Linked DNA regions of Mus musculus: regions 1, 2 and 4 are each linked to region 3. Evidence: chromatin contacts called from public capture Hi-C and promoter capture Hi-C data. All regions are on one chromosome and are shown on one strand. The core of a region is the stretch at or near the end of the contact, and the rest is flanking DNA. Distances in the headings are between cores, read along the strand shown. Region 1 holds the start of Paxip1 (PAX interacting (with transcription-activation domain) protein 1). Region 2 holds the start of En2 (engrailed 2). Region 3 holds the start of Dnajb6 (DnaJ heat shock protein family (Hsp40) member B6). Region 4 holds the start of 9530036O11Rik (RIKEN cDNA 9530036O11Rik).

Region 1 (3,118 bases), core at 518-3,017, 1.9 Mb before region 3:
GAATAGTCTGCAAGCACCATCTCAGAACTGGAGCAGCCGAGGAGGTCTGTACCCACTGCATGGAAAACCGACAGTCCCCAGCCACGAGCTGGCTTCCCTGGACCAAGTAACTTTACCTTCATACACAGACTTCATCCACCGGCTTTAGCCTCGCATCACTCAGAAACATGAACACAGCAAGCCCTCCCTGGCCTCGCCTTCTCAGGTCCCAGGGCTTTCTCTTCATGACAAATTTCCAGAAACAAGTCTGACTGCGCTGTCCATCTTTTCTCTGTATTCGCAAGGACACTCAAACCTCCTCAAACTGCGCATTACTAATTCCATCTCACAGGAGCCACACTGTAACTATGCCCAGTGACCGTCAGGACTCGGGCCAAGTATACACAAATGCCTTTAATGCCTAGCACACGCACTCCACACAAACAACTTCTTGGACTCAATATCCGTTTAACACTCAACACCTCCAGCACCTCCACCTGTTGTATTTGTAGGACTCAGTATTCAAGGGCACTCTTCTACGGCACTCCGTGTACCAGGCCCGATGCCCAGACTGTACTGGGGTGCTCACCACCTGTGAGCTTCCTCAATCTGTATTACAAAACTTAAAGAATGGGTGCCCTGGCTCTAAACCTTTTAAAGAAGGCACTATTTCAGAATACAAGGGCTTACAAGGGGGATTTTTTTAAAGCACTCAGATTTCACACATAGTTGGGCAAACAGCGCAGCTCAATGTGTTCTTGGTTTTAAGTGACATTTAGTCCAAGGCCCTTATAAGAGCAAAAGTCCTAAAACGAAGAACAAGAAAGGGTAAAAGAAGAAATGTGGTGGTAGTAGTGGGGTGATCGGTACTAGAAAAAGTCAGCTACAATCACTGATCACACAACCGAAGACCCAACGGACTTTGGTTACTAGGATACAAGTATGAGTCTCTGGAAAGCCAAGCTCAGTGGCTCTTGGACAATTCCTTCCTTAGGACCCGTTTAGCTTACATTACCAGACACCGAAGGCGACACAACTGTAAGCATAGTTTAGAAAAGAAATGTTTGGGGCACTGTCCTGAAGATACCACGATCACAGCCACTGTCCTGTGGATGGATTCAGACCCACGATCACACGCACGAATCACGGTGACCGTGTAAGCAAGGGTACCTTCCATACCTACCGTACAATCCACCCTAAGGGAAAAATCAGGGGCCGGGAGGACAGGCCCCTTGGCAAGGGACACGCTCAGCAGGGCCCCGGCAAGATGCTCGGCCGGCCGCTGCGCTAGGTCGGTGCTCGCGAGGCCCTTCCCGCGGCCCTTCGCTGCCCGGCGTGCCCCGCGGCTCCGGCCTGGGGTCCTGCAGGGCGCGCGCGCGACGAGGCGGGGGCGTGCGGGGGGAATGGCCCGGCAGAGGGGCCCCGCGCGGGCGGTACCTGCGGGTCGATGTCGCCCACCGCGTAGTACTTGACCTCGCGGAATAGCTCCTCTGGAACTTCGGGCGCCGGCTCCGACATGATCGCGGCGGCGCGGCGGCGCCCGGCCCCGCGTCACCCGGCCCGCCGCGCCCAGCGTCGTAGCTCTGCCTACTGCCCGGCGGCACAGCCCGGCCCGCAGCCGCAGCTGCACTCGGACCCGCGCCCCCGCCCGTCCGAGGCCCGGAGCGCGGGAGCCGTGCGCGCCCTGAGGCACGTACCACCACACCAGCTCGGCAGGGGAGTATGTGGGACCCTCCCGCCTTGCGCGCCGCACAGCGCTCCTTACACCACCGCTTCGGGCATCAGTGCTGATGGTCTACAATAGTTCGTACGGCACATGGCAGCCTTGTCCCGGCCGAGTTTTCACGACCGAGAACCGAGGACACAGAGAGACTATTTCCCTCACATGGCCGCAGTGGACTAGCCAGGGGGCGGGTCCTGGGCGGGACTCCCGTCACCCCGTGCGGCCACCTGACAGCGCATGCGCCAAGGAGGCGGAGCCTCGGCACGGAAGGGGACCTGAACAATCCAGCGTTCGCTCTTCAGCTGTCGCCAGCGCTGCTGTTGGACAGCACGCGATCCGGCCCAGAGTCAGGCAGACCCTGGCTAATGGTTACTTTCCTTCGTCTGCCCCTTCCGCATCTACTGAGGTAGTTGGCGGGGAACTGATCTTCGATGAGGCAGGTTAAGAGCAAAGTAGGAGCCGGCGACATAGCTCAGCAGGCAGACATCTGCCGCCAATCTGAGTTCGATCCCTGGGACACACGTGATGGCAAGCAAGAACCGGCTCCAGCAAGTTGTTCTCTGGCCTCCACAAGCACACTGTTGCGCACACACGTACACACATTACACACACACTCTCTAAATAAATGTACATTTTTCTACGTGTATTGGAGTTTTCCCTGCATGTATGTATCTGCACCCTGTGAGTGTCTGGTGCCCACAACAGTCAGAAGGTGGCTTCAGGATCCCCTGGAACTGAAGTTACACGACACGTGGGTGTTGGGAACCAAATTTGGAGATGCTGCAAGAGAACCAAGTGTTCTGAACTGCTGAGCCGTCCAACCCTCGGTCAACATAGTTTTTAAAGGTAAACAGCAAAATCTATAAAAATTATCTTAGCAGATAATTATATTAAATATGGATGTGTAAAGTTACAGGAAACAATGACAAGCTGAAACTGCTGTGGGGCGCTCGCAGAATGACAAGTCCCGCAACTCGTGATACTGCTCTTTAATCAAGTTTTGTGTTTTCTGTGACCTTCATGCAGATAGAGTGTTGTTCTTTTTTTTTTTTAAGATGTATTTATTATTATAATATGTACGTACACTGTAGACACATCAGAAGAGGGCATCAGATCTCATTACTGATGGTTGTGAGCCACCTTGTACCTTGTGGTTTCTGGGATTTGAACTCGGCCTTTGGAAGAGCAGTCAGTGCTCTTAACCGCTGAGCCATCTCCCCAGCGCCCCCCCCTCCCCCCCGGGTGTTGATGTTCTTATAGTCTCAAACGAACTCAGAGCAGAGCCATTTTGTTTTACAGCGATCAGAAAATAAGCACCCTGTTTAAGTTGGATAAACTGAGTTCAGTTAGGTTAAAAACAAATGGCTTGGCAATTAGGATCATTTACTGCTCTAGCAAAGGACCCAGATTTGATTC
Region 2 (3,073 bases), core at 540-3,039, 1.6 Mb before region 3:
ACCTCCAGCAGCTTGAGCCTAAAATTTCTGGGGGTGGTTGTCTGTGTGGGCTAACTTCTGGAACAGCCCTTGGGAGTTATTGCCCTTGCTGAAACCTGCCAGGTAGACAGTTATGTGCACAATGAGGCATTGCTTGGTGTGGGTGCCCAAGTCCAGACACAACTGTCAGCCTCCAGATAGCCTGGCAGGCCTCCATGCCTGGGTTCTGTAGGCTCTGATTCCTGCCCTTCACCAGGACCTGGCAGTTCCTTATAGGAGGCTACCTGGGTTTCAAGTGTGGTAGCCAACAGGCAGGACTTATGAACAACAGCAGCCTGGGGCCAGACACCCAGAAAGCCCTCTGATGTGATCCTAGGCTGTCTGAGGACTTTTATTATTATGCAGCCCTCCTGTGCCCGCCCCCCAGCTGCCCTTCTGGATGTTTCTCAAAGTTAATACATTTCCATATTTTTTTTCACAGACGTGGGAGCCTGTAGTAACCAGAATTTTGGTAGGGGAGAGAAAAGCAAACTGAAAAGATCTTGGGAGATGTTGGGGAAAGAGAGTAGAAAAGAGCCATTCTGTCAGCAACTGGAGGGAAGTTTAGAGAAGGAATAAAGACAGAGCAAGGGAAAACAAATTGGAGCTCCCCCTCCTATCACAGCATCCCTATTCTTTCAAATTAGCCTTGCTTTCTTCCAAAATCAGCTTAAATGTTTTGATACAAAGATAAGGAGATCAGTGGCCTGGTGGCTCAACATAGGAAATGGGGAGTACTGATGACTGGCTCTCTGTCTCAGTCTCTGTCTCTGACTGGCTCTCTGTCTCTCTCTGTCTCTCTCTGTCTCTCTCTGTCTCTGTCTCTCTCTCTCTCTGTCTCTGTCTCTGTCTCTCTGTCTCTCTGTCTCTCTCTCTCTCTCTCTCTCTCTCTCTCTCTCTCTCTCTCTCTCTCTGTGTGTGTGTGTGTGTGTGTGTGTGTGTACAGCTGTATTCAGGATCACTTGTGGGGTGGATGGGTTAAAGGTTTGGCTAAGCAGTCATCACTCATTTCTAAATTAGAAGATCATGTTATAACCCTTCTTAAATAATCCTTTTATTTCTCCTTTCTTAAATGGTGCACTAAAGTGTATTCTCGCATAGATAAAGATCTACGTTGAGGTTCCCGAGGAGCCACTGTCCACGGGTGGAATCTTTCCGTATGCATGCGTCTCCTGCACAGGCACAAACATGCATGCTGAGAGTAGGATTCTGCAGGTACCTGTGCTCTTGCCTGCCGATTAGGACTGCACGCTGCTGGGGAACCAAAGTGACAATTTTCCCCTCCACCAGCAAAGAAAGCGGGTCACAAACGTCCCTTTGTATCTCGGTACCTCATTTAATTTTATTTATGCATTTTGTGCAAGGAATTGTGGGATCTCACCACACCGTAAACAATATGGGAATGTTAAAAAATAACGATCTTTCGGCGCGTGTCCAGTTAGGCGTAGCAGTGACCTGGTGGGACTGTTCACAAGCTTCCTCAGCGTCTCTAACCGAGAGAAGATGAGGAGTGCGAGTGAGCACCGCTGACTCGCCGATGGATCTGGCTGGATTATAGGCTCCCGCGCCGGGAGCCCTGGGCACGGCCACTTTAAAGGGGGGAGGGGAGGTGGCGGCGGGGGAGGGGCGGCAGGCGGTTCCTGTCACCAAGCTGCCGCGGGCGCGTCACGTGGATGAGCGGCGCGGCTGCCATTGGCCCGAGGCACGTGTCCAGGAGACCGGCCCGCGACGTCACTTGAGGGGGCTCTGTTAAAAATAAGAACAAAAATCCAGAGTGAAAGTGTCTCAGGTTGCGCTAAGTGGCCTGAAATTTTCCCGAGCCCGCGCGAAAGCCGAGGCAGCGAAGGCGCGCGGACCGGGAGGGAGGGAGCGCAGGAGGCCCTGCCCGGCCCGGCCTCCCGCCCCTCACTCATGCGGCTCGGGCCGCGGGGCTGCGCGGGGCTCAGCGGGGGCGCAGCCGCTCGCCCGTGGGGCGCCCCGGCCCGCAGCGGGGCGGCGGCCTGGCGCGGGGAGCCCCGGGGCGGGCGGAGCGCAGCGCGGGCCCACGGCCCTCCATGTGCGTGCTGGCGGCTGCGGGCGCGCTGAGAACCCGCGCCCAGCAGCCTCGAGGGTCGGCCGGGACCGGCGGGTGGCAACGGCCGAGCAGTGGCTGCCCGAGCGGGCCCGAGCGGCAGTGAGCGCGGGCGGCGCGCTGCCTGCATGCGCGCGGCAGCGGCGGAGGCGGCGGCGCCGGAGCCCGAGGCTGCTGACCACCAAAAGGAGCGCGGAGTTGCACGGACGTCCCGGGTCCCCGGAGTGGTGCGGTGACCATCTAGAGTCCGGTGCGTCGCCAAGACCGGGACCCGCTTCCGTTGAATCGCCCGGCGTCCCTGCCGGCGGGGAGACTGGTGATTTGCTAACGCACTCCGTGGATCCGAACGTGGCTTGGCTCCGAGCGCGCCCGGCGACCTGTAGGACTCCAGCCCTGGCCACTGTCGCCGCTCGCACGCTCGGAGGACTCGGCTGCGTAGGAGCGCTCGGGGCTCGCTGTGTGCCGCGGATCGGCCGGAGATCGCTTTGGCGGTGGGCCGGTGGAGAGGCGATTTGGGATTTTCTGTGAAGTATGGAGGAGAAGGATTCCAAGCCCAGCGAGACGGCGGCGGAGGCGCAGAGACAGCCGGAACCCAGCTCCGGCGGCGGCTCTGGCGGCGGCAGCAGCCCGAGCGACTCGGACACCGGCCGCCGGCGGGCTCTGATGCTGCCCGAGGTCCTACAGGCGCCAGGCAACCACCAGCATCCACATCGCATCACCAACTTCTTCATCGATAACATCCTGCGGCCTGAGTTTGGCCGCCGAAAGGACGCGGGGACTTGCTGTGCGGGCGCGGGCGGAGCCAGGGGAGGCGAAGGCGGCGCTGGCACTACCGAAGGAGGCGGCGGCGGCGCAGGCGGAGCCGAGCAGCTACTGGGCGCCAGGGAGTCCCGACCGAACCCAGCGTGCGCACCCAGCGCGGGAGGAACGCTCTCCGCCGCCGCTGGCGACCCTGCGGTCGACGGAGAAGGAGGTTCCAAGACG
Region 3 (2,966 bases), core at 173-2,672:
TTTTTTTTTTTTTTTTTTTTTTTTCTGAGACAGGGTTTCTCTGTGCAGCCCTGGCTGTCCTGGAACTCACTCTGTAGACCAGGCTGGCCTGGAACTCAGAAATCTGCCTGTCTCTGCCTCCCAAGTGCTGGGATTAAAGGCATTTGCCACCACTGCCCTGCGTGTTAGAATTCTTAAATGTCATGTGGCAAGAGGCTTCAGCCAGACTCTGAGGCGAGGGGACTCCTTTCCCTATTCTCTACCTTATAACTGGCTTTGTCTTTCGGCGCTGCTTCAATAGAAAGCTTGGGTTGCTGGGCTGTCAGCCCTGGAGTATGCAAGCACACACACCTTCCACTCGTCACTAGGCCAGACTCCTTGATTCCTGCCATTGAGGGTGGTAGTGGGTAAGATTGAGAGCAGAAAGGTGGAAGGAGAGGTGGAGGAAGGTAAAGGAAAGGGCGGGAACTTTTGTGCTTAGTTTTCATTTCAGTCTTGGACAGCCATCTTGTAGGGCTGAAAGTCAATTAGAAAAGAGATCTGGCCAAATTCTATGTTTCACAAAAGGGGAAGTGTAGTGTTTGGGAACCTTGGGGGCAGAACAGAAGCAAGGAGACAAGGAGCCATTCTGGAGGGTTCTATCTGGAGTTGAGTATATCCTACATGTGAGGGAGCATCCAAGGATCTGTGACTTCAGATCATGGGTCTCCACATCTTCTGTGCTTGTCCTTCTCAGGCGTTGAGAAGGTGGGCGTCCAACCATAACATTCTGAGATCAATATGTTCTCTTTCATTCTTACTTTCCAGTGCAGTGTTAGCTAACCTTTTGAAACTTACTGGGCAAGATGAAAAACTACTCATCCTATGGGTGTAAGTGGGGGTGGGGTGAGGATTTAAATGTCTATTTATTTATACAGGAGCTTATTGATTTATTGAGACAGGAGCTTATTGTGGGATCTGATGTCCTTCTCGGGTGTGTCCGAAGACAGTACATTCACATACAAAAAGTAAATACATCTTTAAAATAACCGTGTTTGAAATCTAGACCCTGGATTCAGCACTGCGAGTTGGTAATGATGAGGCCTCTCACGGTTCACTCTAAGTCGGGCCTGCTTGTTGGGTCGGCCGAACCTCGGGACCACAATTCTCCAAGTCCATAGGAGTGTGAGTCATACTACGCTATCAGGTCCTTATCTCCGAATCCACTGTGTCAGAGGCTGTGAGCGTCCTTCCTCCCAGCCTGCTTCCGGGCAAACGCAGGCTCCTTGGTTCGGCTACAGTCGCCTCAGGCTTTAGAGCCCTCCAGGCACAGAGCTTGCGCAAGGGGACGCTTCCCGCCCTATTCAGCCACCTTCGCCTATGTAAACCCTCCAGAATCCCACCGTCCTCAGCTCCGAGAATCTTCCGGAACGCTAGACCAGCGCTATCAAGTCCGACGCGCACGGAGGCTGCTGCGCACGTTAGCTTCAGGGCCGGGCGGAAGTCGACGTCGCCGGGCCGCGCCGCCACCGCGTGACGCACTTCCTGTTTGTTGTTGGAGAAAAGAAGAGAAAGGAAAGCGCGAGGAGACGCCGCCGCCGCCACCGCCACCAGCGCAGCTGTGCCACAGCCGCGAGGAGACCGGCCGCCTGACTTCCCTCCTCGCTGGCCGCCGTGTCCTCGGTGAGGGTCCGCGAGCCGCGGCGAAAAGCAGGGTTGACTACGGCGGGAGGGGAAGGCCTGCGAATGGGCTAACCCGCTTGGCTCCCGGAATACGGGTGCAGGAACCGGGTCGACAGTGGGGCCGGTACTGCTCACAAGGCCGAACGGGTTCCAGTCTAGGCTGTAGTCTTGTGTCTAGGTCTGGGGCTTAAGGTGTTCCTGGTCTGGGCCGGTTGTAGATTGGGTCTGTGGAGAGCGTTTGCCGTTCTTGGTCAGGCCTAGCTCGGGGCTTAGCTGCGGTCCGCTTCCCTAGTTCTCTGGTCGAAGGTGGCGGTTGGGTCCGGCACGCGCTAGGTCGGCCGCAGAGCTCCAGGAGTAGGCAAGGCTGGTGTCACCCAGTCCTGGCGTCCTCACTGCATTCTGCAAGCAAGGGGTCAGGTGGCCTGCGAAGAGCAGGACTCCCATGGAAGGCGCAATCACCGGCCCAGGCCTCCAGGCAGCGAAGGGGGCCGGGTGGGAAGGCCAAGGCGGTTTCCAGGGACTGTTGGGAAGTTTGCTAGGCGACCCGCCTGGCTCAGCTTACTTTTAAAACTAGTTTGATGTTGGCCTCGAAGGTTGCTTTGCTGTGGTTTACGTAACAAAGTTTATGTAACTGGAGTTTACACTAAGTCTTAATTTACTTCGGTTGTGTTGACAAGGAACTCTGCACTGCAAACTAAAAGGTCTTAAAAACTTTGGAGATGGAGTTTTTTTTTTTTTTTTTAAACAGGAGGGGTTTGTCAAGTTTTAAAAGCTTTGTTACCGAAGAAGTTGTATGTGAACCGTTGAAAGGGAATGGTGGGGATGGTCCCACCTTCTAAGGTGGGGAGTGCCTGCCCAGTGCAGCCACTTTGGTTTTTTTGTAACGTCTTTATTTGAACCTTAGATTTGTGGTTAGGGTTTACGCATTCTAGGCCGTAGAATCTCAGGACGCTCAGCTTGCTAGGGAAGTGATACCAACTTTAAGGCAACTGTTTTAGTAGAAATATTGGACATAAAAGCCAGAGGAGGGAACAACCTAAAGAACAAGCGCCCTGATATTTGAACTTAGTCTGTTCTTGTTTGTAAAGTAAACCCCACAGTAGACTTACTGATTCCTGGAAGGACTCCTTTGTTGTACTTTGGGATATCGCCACCACAGGCCGAATTGCCCTCCGGTGTGTGATTACGGTGTCATCAGTACACACACTTGGGTGGAGCTTTGGAATTAGGAAGAACATGAAAGAAATATGGGAAGAAATGCTGCCTTTTGTAGGTATGGTTGACTTGGAAGTTTCAGTCTTCTCTTCACTCTTGCCCAGGCAGAC
Region 4 (3,198 bases), core at 424-2,923, 1.3 Mb before region 3:
GCTTCCCATACAGCAGGTACCCGGTGGCGAGATGCGCGTCGCGTCGCGCGGGCTGTTCCACTCTTGTTTTCTCCAGCCCCCGCCCCCTGCACTTGCGCCCCGCCAGCGCCGCTCCGCCAGCCGCTCGGCGCACCTAGCCCTAAAGGTAGGACTTGAATATTTTAATAGGGCAGTAAAAAGGATGCTGACCTATATTTGCAAGGAAACCCATTTCCAGCTCCAGTCATACGTGCATGGAGTTTCAGAAAGTCTCGATTTGGCTGGGAGATTGGCAGCCTGGAAATCTCAAAGGAGGTGGGATGGGAAGAGAGGCTCGTGCTTTGCTTTGCCGTCTGTCCATCCACCCTCGTCGCCGAATATTTATTCGCTTTTAATTCTTATGCAAGCAGGTTAAAAATTAAAGCGATTGCAAAGCCAGCAAGTTCCAAGTCCCTCCCCTAAGGTACCGCGGGCTCTGGAGAAATGAGGAGCATCCTTAAAGAAATATCAATACATTCTCTGACCGGCACAATTGAGGACGATGGGATCGCAGTCAGGCTACGCGATACAGTGGGGACAAGACGGGCGCCTCTGGAGCTCCTGCCTTTTGTCAGAACTGCCCCCAGGCTTTCTCAGTTACAGTTCTTTGGTGGTGGTGGGGTAAAGGGTGGGGTGGTCTTGGGAGAAAAACACAGAAAAGGAAAAGGTAGGAGCTAGGGGACGAAATGCTCCAGGCTATGTTTGCAGTGACCTGGAGGCCCTTTGAAGTGTATAGGGGCATCCCCTCTCCCTCCATTTTCTGCCTCCACTTGGAAAGGGCAGACTCCCTCAGAGTAAAGGTCTTTCTAAGTTTCAAGCTAGAATACAGGTAGTTAGAGGAGGTCGTCCCGGGAGACTAATTAAATGAGACTAATAAAATGAGACTAATAAGATAGAGAACCCCATCTTCTGGTGCCCCATTCCAGCAAACCCTAAACTTCCTGCTGGACCCTTCACCTCCTTTTTCCTCCCGGAAGAGGAGTGCTAGGTGGGCAGGTGGGTGGGGAAGGAGAGAGCAAGCCGCCTTCCTACCTGCCCAAAGAGCAAACAGAGCAGGGCTGACTGCTTGGTCACACGCACCCCCCCCCCCTCCCGGGAAGGAGTCTGTTTCCCACCCGCAATGGGTCTCTACCTGAGTCATCAGCCGGTCTGCTCCCGTGTTTTCCTCATCCTTAAATATGATGTCGGGGTTGTAATTGGGGGTGAGTTCCTTAAATCGTTCGGAGTTTCTTGTGATCTTCCCTTCATATCTGCCGCTGGCCCCTAGGGTCTTCTCGGCTACGTTGGGAATAAACTGCTTGTAGGCTAAAGGGGTCAGCTTTTTGGGGTGCCGCCTCTTTCCAAACCCCCTGCCGGGCCCACAGGCCAGCCCGGGGCACACCAGCAGCGAGGAAGCAAGGATCACCAGAAAACATCTGGCCAGCAGCAGCAGCATCTCGTCCGCGGAACCTGAGGACTTGTGAGCTGTCCCCGCGCTGTCTGTGCGCGAGCGGGTACGCGCGGGTGTGTGCGTGTGCGCTCCTCCTTGCGCTCGGCTCTCCCTTCCTCGCTCGGCTCGTTCGTTCCCTCTGGCGCTGCCTGGCTCTTTCTCTTCCTATATAACCTTGCCTGCCGCTGCTGCAGGGGACTTGTCTCCGATCCCCACCCAGACTGGGGCTGCGATGGCAGGCTGCCGGTCGCTGGTAACGGAACACATCGGAGTTGGGTCTCGAGACAGCAATTAAAAGACAAAAAGAGCCTGATTTTAAATGGTAGCAAGGCTGGAGAGCTTGTGAGACAGGCTGCCTTTCGCACTATATTATAGCTGGCAGGGGCGCATCTGATTGGCCAAGCCGCACAAGCTTGTCTTCTGATGTTAACCCTGAGAAAGACTACATTTCTCCCCCCTCTGGCTGCTGTGGCTTTATTTTCACCTGAAGGCTTCCAGTTTAAAAAAGAAAGAAAGAGAGAAAGAAAGAAAGAAAGAAAGAAAGAAAGAAAGAAAGAAAGAAAGAAAGAAAGAAAGAAAGTCTTTACTAAGGTAAAGGTGGGTGGGAGGGAGGAGGCCTGTTTATTGGAAAAATACCCCGCACTGCCTGCTTTGTGCTCAGGGCTGCTTCCCCCTTACTTTCTCTAAATGGAAGATGCTTTGGTTAAAGCCAGCATAAGTTTTTAAAGGACAGTCCAGATGCTCCCCCCCCCCCCACAAGCTTTGACCATAAAACAGCCTCTCAATTGTTTGAGGGCAACGCTGCCTCCCTCCTGTTTGCCTTATTTACACCCCATCCCCAGATGTGAGTGTACAGGACAGACGTCACGGGGTTGTGAAAACAGCTCACCTGAGCATCTCCTGAATATTTAGCATCTTTAGATAGAGGATAATCACAGGTGGCCACAACCTAAAGAGTTGCTGTTTTAAGTGCCCTAAAATACTGTCCTTTATTGTATCTCACTGACTGCACCACATTCAAGCCTCTGCAGGTGGATGGATGCATCCCAGCTGAGGGGCAGGTAAAGAGTGTCTGCAGAATGTGGTGGGGTACATAGGTTCAGTGGGTCTATGTGCTGCACCCCAGCATGGAGGGCAGCTGGTGTGTGCTTGGTGGGTAGAGGTGATCTGCCTGGGGCAACTGAAAGTGGGCAAGGCTGCATGCGTGAAGAACCCCTTCCAATCTATCCTAGCAAAGTGCAGGGCTGGGGTAAGTTGATGTGGAATTCAGGCTCCTTAACACAGTTGTATTTCACAGGAGCTTTGCAAGCTAATTTTCAAGGAAAGAAGCTGGCTAGGTGTAGGGCCTGCAGACTGAAGGTGTTAGGGATCTAGAGGACAGTGTTCTGGCCATAAGGGGCATCTTAGAAGAGGATATGCTGTCTAGAGGTCACTACTCTTGGGGTGTCCAACACTCTTTCAGGAAAAAGAAAAATTTCCAGAAAAGTCTTAGTTGAACCAGAAAAATAGAATGTGAAACGCTTTGTTTTTATAGATCATAGAAATCTGCTCTGGCTTTTCTCCCATCCTACTCACAGGCAAGATTCCTCTAGGATGGGCGAACTATTTATGTGGAATGGAATACCTGCTTAGGGACCGAGTCCTCCAGTGTTATCCCATGAGACCAGCCTCTGGCTCTTGATCCTGTCCCAGTGCAGGGAGAGCCCAGCAAACCTGAAGCTCAGCTGGCAGTGGGGTTTTCAGAGGACTTA

Evidence for each region. Promoter capture Hi-C pulls out the DNA fragments that hold promoters and counts their contacts. Capture Hi-C pulls out chosen DNA fragments and counts their contacts.
Region 1: a promoter capture Hi-C map of liver shows a contact between it and region 3, with 3 times the contacts expected there. The contact joins the promoter of Paxip1 here to the promoter of Dnajb6 in region 3. A contact is called at or near these places in 2 of 39 promoter capture datasets (liver and pre-B cells), 3 of 115 datasets of contacts at active chromatin or transcription factors (astrocytes, stem cell-derived neural progenitor cells and thymic regulatory T cells) and 1 of 9 other capture datasets (liver).
Region 2: a contact with region 3 is called in a promoter capture Hi-C map of hippocampal neurons, with 2.5 times the contacts expected there. The contact joins the promoter of En2 here to the promoter of Dnajb6 in region 3. A contact is called at or near these places in 1 of 39 promoter capture datasets (hippocampal neurons) and 2 of 115 datasets of contacts at active chromatin or transcription factors (astrocytes and epiblast stem cells).
Region 4: a contact with region 3 is called in a capture Hi-C map of embryonic stem cells, with 5 times the contacts expected there. The contact joins the promoter of 9530036O11Rik here to the promoter of Dnajb6 in region 3. A contact is called at or near these places in 4 of 39 promoter capture datasets (hippocampal neurons, liver and stem cell-derived epiblast-like cells), 1 of 115 datasets of contacts at active chromatin or transcription factors (stem cell-derived neural progenitor cells) and 1 of 9 other capture datasets (embryonic stem cells).

Annotation. Positions count from the first base shown.
Region 1 is chr5:27,789,783-27,792,900 of GRCm38.p6, forward strand. It overlaps Paxip1 (PAX interacting (with transcription-activation domain) protein 1), which reads right to left and starts at 1,768. Exons shown (of 21, transcript NM_018878.3): 1 at 1,417-1,768. The coding sequence starts at 1,497.
Region 2 is chr5:28,163,907-28,166,979 of GRCm38.p6, forward strand. En2 (engrailed 2) reads left to right here and starts at 1,790. Exons shown (of 2, transcript NM_010134.4): 1 at 1,790-3,073. The coding sequence starts at 2,621.
Region 3 is chr5:29,734,476-29,737,441 of GRCm38.p6, forward strand. Dnajb6 (DnaJ heat shock protein family (Hsp40) member B6) reads left to right here and starts at 1,423. Exons shown (of 8, transcript NM_011847.4): 1 at 1,423-1,641. Gm5129 (predicted gene 5129) reads right to left here and starts at 1,461. Exons shown (of 1, transcript NR_028426.1): 1 at 859-1,461.
Region 4 is chr5:28,465,311-28,468,508 of GRCm38.p6, forward strand. It overlaps 9530036O11Rik (RIKEN cDNA 9530036O11Rik), which reads left to right and starts at 1,674. Exons shown (of 7, transcript NR_015562.2): 1 at 1,674-2,038. Shh (sonic hedgehog) reads right to left here and starts at 1,791. Exons shown (of 3, transcript NM_009170.3): 1 at 1,151-1,791. The coding sequence starts at 1,453.